Linked DNA regions of Mus musculus: regions 1 and 3 are each linked to region 2. The links are chromatin contacts, called in public Hi-C maps. All regions are on one chromosome and are shown on one strand. Each heading gives the region's core, a stretch centred on a gene start, on an enhancer-like site or on the middle of the called end of the contact. The rest is flanking DNA. Distances are from core to core; before and after follow the strand shown. Region 1 has its middle 61 kb from the start of Tmem38b. Region 2 overlaps Zfp462 (zinc finger protein 462). Region 3 has its middle 20 kb from the start of Gm33840.

The links. Hi-C and Micro-C count contacts between places; a contact is called where the count stands out from the background.
Region 1: a contact with region 2 is called in a Hi-C map of the N1E-115 cell line, with 4 times the contacts expected there. The contact joins two enhancer-like sites. A contact is called at or near these places in 2 of 15 datasets of contacts at CTCF or cohesin (the NIH/3T3 cell line and pro-B cells), 1 of 484 Hi-C or Micro-C datasets (the N1E-115 cell line), 1 of 115 datasets of contacts at active chromatin or transcription factors (embryonic stem cells) and 1 of 9 other capture datasets (embryonic stem cells).
Region 3: a Hi-C map of the N1E-115 cell line shows a contact between it and region 2, with 4 times the contacts expected there. The contact joins two enhancer-like sites. A contact is called at or near these places in 1 of 15 datasets of contacts at CTCF or cohesin (large pre-B cells) and 3 of 484 Hi-C or Micro-C datasets (the N1E-115 cell line, cerebral cortex and pre-B cells).

What each region holds. Positions count from the first base shown.
Region 1 is chr4:53,885,799-53,888,652 of GRCm38.p6, forward strand. It overlaps the pseudogene Gm12468. Among named protein-coding and RNA genes, the nearest start is that of Tmem38b, 61 kb to the left of the region's middle. Within about 2 kb of position 1,328, at least 16 of the 459 cell types and tissues checked have an H3K27ac peak or open chromatin away from gene starts, as enhancers often do. A contact at or near this core is called in the N1E-115 cell line, where this site is marked.
Region 2 is chr4:55,075,583-55,078,818 of GRCm38.p6, forward strand. The region is part of intron 11 of Zfp462 (zinc finger protein 462); the gene reads left to right. Among named protein-coding and RNA genes, the nearest start is that of Gm42289, 8.1 kb to the left of the region's middle. Within about 2 kb of position 1,634, at least 54 of the 459 cell types and tissues checked have an H3K27ac peak or open chromatin away from gene starts, as enhancers often do. A contact at or near this core is called in the N1E-115 cell line and cerebral cortex, where this site is marked.
Region 3 is chr4:53,930,148-53,932,943 of GRCm38.p6, forward strand. No RefSeq gene overlaps it. Among named protein-coding and RNA genes, the nearest start is that of Gm33840, 20 kb to the right of the region's middle. Within about 2 kb of position 1,439, at least 34 of the 459 cell types and tissues checked have an H3K27ac peak or open chromatin away from gene starts, as enhancers often do. A contact at or near this core is called in the N1E-115 cell line and cerebral cortex, where this site is marked.

The DNA of each region.
Region 1 (2,854 bases), core at 78-2,577, 1.2 Mb before region 2:
AGAGGCAAGCTTTGAGGTGGGATCAAGTTTACCTGGGGAGTGTGAGAACTTTCATCGTTCAGAGTCCACAGTACCATGGAGATGCTGAGCAAACTGATCGGGATGTGGCGCCTTGTTTTTGTTTCTAATCTCTGCTCCTTCCTCACAGGCATCCCTCTAAGCAATGGGGTTCTTTTCTATCCAAAACTGATGGAAGAAGAATATCTCCTAAAAAATTTCAGCAAATCGGAGTGTAAGCGGGCACACTGTCAGTATGGTAACCCAGAATAGACTTCTTGCTGCAGGCAGGGGTCAGTGGGGTCAGAGGGCATCAAGGATGGTGCCTTCCACCTGCTCCCCATCCTTAAATCCTTCCCAGAGGCTGGCTGGTGAATAAGCACCCCTAATCTCACAGTCCCCCTCCACCTCACGCAAGAGGCAGATCAGCCTATCTCTTCATGAATCTCCTTACAGTAGACCTTTCTTCTGAAGTGTAAGCTTCAGTGACCACCAGGGTCATGAAGAGAATGGCCGAGAAAGGTCTGACCTAGTGAATGCTGTGGTAATTTAGGGAGAAGAGGATAACTTGAAAGGAATACCAGAGATGTGAATTCCAAGAGAACGTTCTTATGAAGTGCTAAGAGAATACTAGAATCAAGAGGCACCCAGGGAGGGCCAGGAAGAAGTTGACTGCTTCTGGAATGAAGGCGGGTCCTCTGCACAGCCGTAGCTGCCCCTGCAGGAGTGATGTGAATGGATATTGCTGACCGCTGTGCCTGGAAGCGCTGGCTTGAGAGTGGGTGTCAGGCAGTCTGGGTTTAAGTGCAGCCTGTGCTACGGCAGGGGCACTGACTCGATGCCTTGGGCTTTACGTTCGCTTCCTTCTGGCTCCAAGCCACCGTGGGACTGGGGATGCGTTTGAGGAGGGCATAGCAGGAAATCTTTGCCTGTTTGATTCTTTTGCCTGTGTGAGTCCTTCAAGGCATTCCTTCAATTCTCTGGGTTAAACGCTCCAATTTTAGTCAGAGGCATTTTTCTTCCTTTGGATCTGAAGACAGGAAGTAAAGGATTCGAGAAGACCCTTTCTTTCACTACCCTCTCACGTCGTCTCTGACGATTCCCAGACTGGTTCTTTCTTGGCAAAGCTTCAGTACTGGACAAATAAAGCTCGCTCCTAAAGTTAGAGCCTAGGAAAATCAATGCAAAGTTTATGGAGTAATTCTGCAGCCCAGGAGGCATGGCGATGTGCCGGACGCAGCAAAGCATGTTCGCCTCCCTCCGAAATAGGTCTTAAAAGTGAAAGGAACATTAAAATATCAATTCCTAATAAGAATCATGTGGATACTTTCTTCCATTAAATGGTCCAGTCTGTTAAGGGGAGGAAAGAGAGTAGGAAAATAAAAAGAGACATGGAAGTGAAAAACAATAGGAGCAGAAAAAAAAAAAACCTGGGTGGCAGAGACCAGGGTGTTGTTGATGTCCGCTGGCTAGACAGCCTACCTAAAGGACTACAGTATCCAGGATCAGCAAGAGACCCTGTCACAAGAGGATAAGGTGGAGAGTGCTAGAATAGGACCTCTGACACCCTCCTTTGGCCTATGCATGTAAAGGAGTTTGAACTTGCACACACTGATATCACACACATTTGCAAGTGTACATTCTTACATACATACATACATACATATATACATATCAAATGCCCCATGTATACACTATAGCTATACACTACAGCTTAGCAAGGCAGTGAGGTGCAAGAAATGTGAATCTTCCTGCAGTGAACTCTGAACTTACTAAACATAATTTAGCAATACAGTTGTAGGGGAGGTAAAGGTTATATGTAAAGAAATGATATTTCAGGGCTGGAGAGATGGCTCAGCGGTTAAGAGCACTGACTGTTCTTCTGAAGGTCCTGAGTTCAAATCCCAGCAACCACATGGTGGCTCACAACCATCCATAGTGAGATTTGATGCCCTCTTCTGAGATGTCTAAAGACAGCTACAGTGTACTTACAGGTAATAAATAAATAAATCTTTAAAAGAAAAAGAAATGATACTTCTTTAAAGGGGAAAATATTGTCCCTTTCAAAATAAAGGGCAGCATCGAGAAAAGTCTGGAGGGAAGGGAGAATGCAGCTTTTAATTTCTACAGTTTTTTTCAATAGACCAGAGTAAAAATTGCAGTCTTTATAGTTGATAAATAAATACAGATTTTGAAAGTTTTGGATGCAATTAACTACTGGAGCTCCAAATATTTGCGGGAGGTTAAGGCATAGAGCAGCTCACTGGGAAAATTAGAACGGGCAGGAAATATTAAAGAAATAAAACTCAGAAAGAATAAGATAATGTGACAGTGACCAAGCATAAAGCATATGAGAAGACTCGTGGGCAGTTTTTATATATTTAAATTAAGTTAATATTCTCTTCAATTAGATCACCAAATAAGAATACAGTGGTGTGCTAATATGTTTAACATACTTAGTCAAACCTTACATACACAAATAAAATGCCAAAATGTATTAGGGAAACAGAAAATTAAGAAAGGAAAGATAACACTACAGCAGTCAATTAATGAGTCATCTTGTATCAGTTCATACTGGGCTGGGGATGTAGCTTAGTCTGCAGAGTGCTTGTCTTCAGTGCCTGAAGCTTGGGGGTTTGAGTCACAGAACCCATAAACTAGGCGTGGTGGTACACACCGGTAACCCCAGCCCTAGGAAGGTGGAGTCGGGGGATTGAGAGTTCAAAGACATCTCTGGCTACAAGTCAAGTGTGAAGCCATTCTGGACTGTGTGAGATCCTGTGTCTAAAGAAATCATTTCATAGTGTTAAGATCATCGATGCTTGAATCGGAAGGGGATCAGAGTGATCTGTAGGGC
Region 2 (3,236 bases), core at 384-2,883:
TACTGATTTGGAGTTGATTGTTTTTCCATCTGGGAGGTCAGGATCTAGTTTCTTTCTTCTGCCTGTGGTGCCTGATAGTGATATTGGCAACTTTCTCAAAGCTCAATTGACTGAGAGAGTGTTCCTATTCCATTGCTCCATGAAACTGATTCTAGGTTACTGTCAAGCTGTTTTGGTGACCTTGTCTTTCCTTAAGTATCTTAAAGTCACGGAATGGAGTGCCTCGAACTTCTTATCGTGTTCACTCTAGGTTGTTATGGCTATATGGGGTCTTTTCTAGTTACCTTGACGTTACAATGGAAAGCGAAGGGTAGATGTAACTCAGTGATAAAATTCTTGCCTGTGGTGTGAGAGGCCGTGGATTTTAAGAGTGCCAAAAACATTAATTAAATGGCATGGCATCCAAGACATGGACCTAATAAATAAGAGTTCTGACAAACTTAAAACCTATCTAAAGTAAGGTAAGAAGATAGATAATAAACCCACTGAAGGGTAAATCTCAGTCTTGTTGTTCCAGAGCAGATCTCTTAACACTACACACATCTTCAACCCCTTAGAGTGCTAACGTGTTCTTTTTTTAAAGAGACGCTAGTCATGAAATGCACTAGCCCTTGGGCTAGACTAAGGCCCCATGGCAGAATATCTAGCAGACCTGAGCAGGTCTTCCTGAGGCCATTTTCTTCTGTGGTTTTTTTTGTCCCTACCCTCCCACTGTGATAATCAAGGGATCTAGTTGGGTCCTTCAATCTCCAACTAACATAGAGAGCCAAGGCTTACAGCCAAAACGTGCTAACTTGTCAAAAGCTGCTTGCTGTGGTCAACCTGCAAGACTGCATAAAACAAAAGCCTCTCCTGTAGGTTGACTCAGGGCCATTTCTTATAAGGGAAATGCTTGTGATCTCAGAAGTATGCCTTATTTCTTTTCCTTCCTTCCTTCCTTCCTTCCTTCCTTCCTTCCTTCCTTCCTTCCTTCCTTCCTTCCTTCCTTCCTTCCTTCTTTCCTTCTTTTTTTTTTAACCTTTTAACAAATATGTTCTTCACAACAAATCCTTAACATCTCTTCACTGTTTTGGCTGTCCTCAGGGAGAGGGAGACAGGATGCTTCTGAGTGAGTCTACAAAAGCTTCTTTTTCTTCCTGGTACTCGGGCTCTGCTTGTCCCTCTTGATGAGATAAAAGATTCCTTCTTGGATATTTTGACTTTCTTCATGTCTAAGGCTACGCCTAGGCTATTTCTGAAGCCATCAGCATTCCAGAGCCCTCCATTTCCCAATGCTCTCCCCCAAAACAAATAAAACAAGCTTAGGCCATGAGAAAACACCGCGTCTGAAATATGTGAGGTAGCAAGCACATCTTCCTGCTTGTCCAGCTTGATCTCAGTCTATCCACTGGGCTTTCGGCTTCACACGAGATGGAATTAGGGCGAACAGCCTGGCTTCTACTTCCCTCTGAAAGTGTCATGTCTACATCCAGAGACCTAAACAAAAGAAGAAAAACTCCTCCTTGGGTAGACAAGTTGTGTATGAGGGACTGACTTGAGTACCTTGGGAATTGCAAGCTGAAACTGTCCCTTCCCTGTCACACATCCTTGCAAGAACGGTTCCCTTTGTCCTATCTCCTTCTCTTTGGAAACAACCTAGAATCAATCTTCCACCACCTCAGTAGATTGTTGCCAAGAAGACAGGGCCAACAATAGCCTGGGGTGTTTTTGCCAGACATCCTGGCTTCTGGCAGAGTGCACGAGGGGCTATTAGCTCAGCTCTCAGGCTGAGGGAGAGTGATTTGAGATGTGACAGGTAGACTGGCTTCTTCTGTGAGGATGAAGCTTAGCATGTGCCCTTGGAGACAATAGATGACCGGCTTCATGTTTCCTGAGGGCAGAGGATCAAGTACCAGCTCCATTCTCCTTGTGAATCATTTGGACGTTCATATAGACACCTTTGGTTGGGGAGTTCATGGCCTTCCTGTTCCCCAGTTCCTTCCCAGACATGAGAGCTGAGGACTGTACTCAGAATAGACACACAGCAAGATCAGCCTGGGAATTTCAGAGAGAAGCCACGCACGCACGAAGAAATTGAAAGGAACCCAAGCAGAACGCCGCCCACCCTGCCCCCTCTCATTATGCAACTAGGAGGAGTCAGGAAGGCATTCTGTTGATTTCTTGCCCAAGATAATCCCTGCTAAGGAATTAATGCGCAGACCAGATGGCGCTGTGTCATTTCCAGTGAAAAGAATCAAGGAAGATAGTCTGTGCAATTATTTTTAATGGCTTGTGTGGTGATCTTCTTAATTTGTGAGAGAATGCCTTGTCTTTTGTGAGAACTGGCCCTGTTCACGTAGCTTTCTTGTGAAGTGGATGAAGGCATCCCAGAGTCCTAGCTAATGTCTGGAAGATTTCATGAAATATGGGGCATTTCAATCAGAAGTTGTCTTCCTGTGACGTCTAATCTGCTGAGGGGCCCACGGTAATCAGAGATGAAAATGATCACGTTTCCCCAAGCTCCACCCTTTTTTCAGAACTGTGTAGTCTGCTACTTACTATCCGTGTGAAGACTTGGCCCTCAGTGGGCTAATGAAAGACATCTGGGCTTAGGACTAAGGACAGCACAAAGGCCACGTAAACCCTCATCTTTGAGCTTGCCAGGAGGTGTGGCTTATAAACAATTCGCTAGCCAATCCATGTGTATAAGGCCCCTCACATGTGGCAGCATCACAGGAGTGAAGAAAACAGCTAGACCAATATTTGCTGTGTACACCAGACCCATTCAGAAATGTCTGCGTATCCCAGTACTTGTGAATATCACCGGTTGAGAAATAAATACTGGGCGGTTGGCCAGGATCTGTCAGTGGCTGGGGACATGCTTGCTTTTCTTATCATTAGTTATTATTACATGTGTTTATTTATCGTATGTGTGAGAGAGTTGTACACGTGGAGGTCCAAGCACAATTTGCAGGAGTTGGTGGTTTTTGTCTCCCACTATGTGGGCTCCAGGGATCAAACTCCGGTCATGGAGCCTGGGAGCAGGCAACATTAATCTACTGAGACATCTCAATGTCCCAGACATGCTTTTATATAAGCTCCCGGCGGCCCAACCTCAGCGTTGCTTAGGGTACCACCCAGGAGGGTCTCTGCAGGGCTCCTATCCATCCGACAAAGGAGGTACACATGTTGTGATGCTTTGGCCTAACTTGAAATACGAAGAAGTCCTGTGGCCTACTCTGTAGAACCAGGTTGGG
Region 3 (2,796 bases), core at 189-2,688, 1.1 Mb before region 2:
AGGAAGTTTAATACTCAGACTTTCTCTCAATGTTCATTCTTTTCATTCTTGGTATCATGATTAGAATGCTTCTCCCTCCATGCACAAAATTATATGAGTATCATTCTTATGCCTTTTTTGTTTATTTTAAATTTTTTTTTCATTTATTCACTAATTAGAGACGTCAAATAAACACTGCCTTTAACAATCAGATAGTTAAGTTTTGGTCAAGGAAGACAATGACACAGGTTTGTCAAGGTAGGGACAAATGTCCAGTCAGGTCTTCTGAGTCCTGAGACCAATCAAATGATGAGATCGCTTGAATTCAGAACAGGGACTAACATACAACACAGGACTACGTGCTGGCTTTAATTTGTGGCCCTGTGCTGTGTTAGGATGTGCCATCCTTACGACCTCTCTCTGGGACATGAGTATGTTGAATTGGAGATGCGTTTGGAGTAAGATTTGGTTGATATATCATCAGCGAATGTAGCATACACAACCTGTAGAAACTTGATATAAAAACATTATTAAGGGACAAAGTCCCTCCGTGCCCTTTTCGAGTTTGGAGTTTAAGGGACAGAGCAGAAAGAGGCAAATCACTAAATAGTATAAATAGCAATACTGTGTGATAGACAGCTCCCCCACAAAGAGGATGTTAGGGCATAAAAAGGCATCCAAGGAGAAGTGTCATTGAGAGAGAGTGGAAGGAGGCCTTTCAGGGACTGGACAGGAGACTGGGTAGTAGAAAGCACAGATTCAAAACGTCTGAGTTTGGAGAAGGTGTGGCTGATTGAGGGACGAACACAGCCAGGGAAGAACTGGGACACTGAAGGTCAAGAGGTGAGCCCTGATCCTGGAGAGGTAGGTCATATTCAAAACAGAAATTAGGATTTTGGTTTTGGTCTTTAGAATCAAAAGTCATTGAAATACTTTTAAGTTTTCTGGGGTTATGATTGGTCCTTTGGAATTAAGGGGGAGGGGAGGGATGGACTGATGGTAAAAGGTAGGGAGAGTGGTCGAGATGGGACTCCTCAGTGCAGGGTGAGCGCTGAGACTTCTGTCTTCACTGGGCATATCTGGGAAGGTTGACCTTACAAAAGAGGCCATGTAGAGAGAGGGGCTAAACCAGGGACCAGGGTATGCATATACATACTTGTGTATGTGTGTGCTTGTGTTTTGGGGTATGTAAGTAGAGGCACACACATTAGTATAGGGCATTGTGTTATGTCTGCGTATTTGCATTCTTAAGCTAAGGGCTTCATGTGTGTGTATGCATGATCTTACATAGTTCTGTATAAGCACATAAGTGTTTGTATGTGTAAGATTTGTGGTGTGTGTGTGTGTGTGTGTGTGTGTGTGTGTGTGACATGTTTGTAGCACCTGTGTGCATGCACAGGAGCGCTGGGCTTGAAGAGCTCCTCCCCCAAAGTCACATATGCCCCTAACTGCCAGCAGGTGGCCCCTGAGCACCGTGTGCTAGGCTCTGGGGACAAGGTCGGCTTTGCTCATCCAGCCTTCTCCTTCCCACAACTCCAAGAATCTTTTCATGGTTTGGCTTCCTCTCTCAAGGCTTCTGTCCTGAGGGATAGTGAGACAGAACGGCCCCGAGAGTGGTAGTGTTGGGCTGTGGGCGGGGCTATTGAGCTCCTGCGGTGCTCCTGGCTCTGTGCCTGTCTCTCAGTTGCACCGGTGTGGTTGGTCAGTAGCCACATAGGCAAGCGCTGATCTGTACTGAGCTAAGGAGGGTTGTGGGCAAAGAATCGGCACCACAGAATGGACTGAAGAAAGCGCCAGGCATGTCTGTTCACCCTTGCTTAAAAGTGGCACCAGGACCAAGCAAGAGAGGAAGATGGAGTTTTTCTGCTTGGAAGGCGGAGAACTAACACACACCTCTCATAAAAAGAGCATCCCAAGTGTCCACAGGCAGCTAGCTAGTCTCTATCAGGTCATGATTACTGGGTCTTTGAACAGTTGGGCTTGAGAAGGGAAGTTGGACCCACCAAGCTGCTTGTGAGGTCTATGAGAATACTAAGAGGCTCCATTAGCACATGCTGCTCGAATTGTCTATCACCGAGGTTAATCCTCACGTGTGGCTGTGAGCAGAGAGGGTCTTTATAATCCATCCATCCTGATCTTTAGTGCTCCATCCAGGGGCTGAGTCAGGATGGGTGCTTGTTGATGACCTGGTGAGCATCTCAGAGTAGTAGTACCTAGAGGAGGTTGAATGGGATGCATGGAGCTTGCAGCCAAGTTTTGGACTAAATATATGCTGGTTGGAGTTAGAAGGAGTCTAAAGGAAGCGAGAACTCTAAGAATGGTAGGAAGTAGACCCTTGGAGGCTGCACCAGAAAAACCAGATTCAGTGGGCAATCCTGTGGTTCTTCTATCAATTACCTGCCAAACCTTGGGACCTCTGGATATAGCTCAGGGCAGTGCATGGAGGGGAATGGGAAGAAGTTGTTGTCTGTTGGGCTGGGGATATTACTCCTTCGCTAGAGTGATTGCTTAGCATGCTTGGAGCCTTGGGTTTGCTTGCCAGCTCTGCATAAACCAGGTGTGGTGGCTCACTTATAGTGAGGAGGAAGGTTAGACGTTCAAGTTTATTCTTTTACATAGTGAATTTGAGGCTAGCTGAGACCCTGCCTCAAAAGACCTACAACAAATAAAATAATATAAAATAAAATAAAATAAAATTAAAAGGAAGGATATTGGATGAAATTCTGGACCTGAGCTCTAATTAATTGTAGAAGTTCTTTTCTTTGAAGATAAATTTGAGTCCATTTTTATCTGTTTACCATCTGTGCCTGCTTGTGG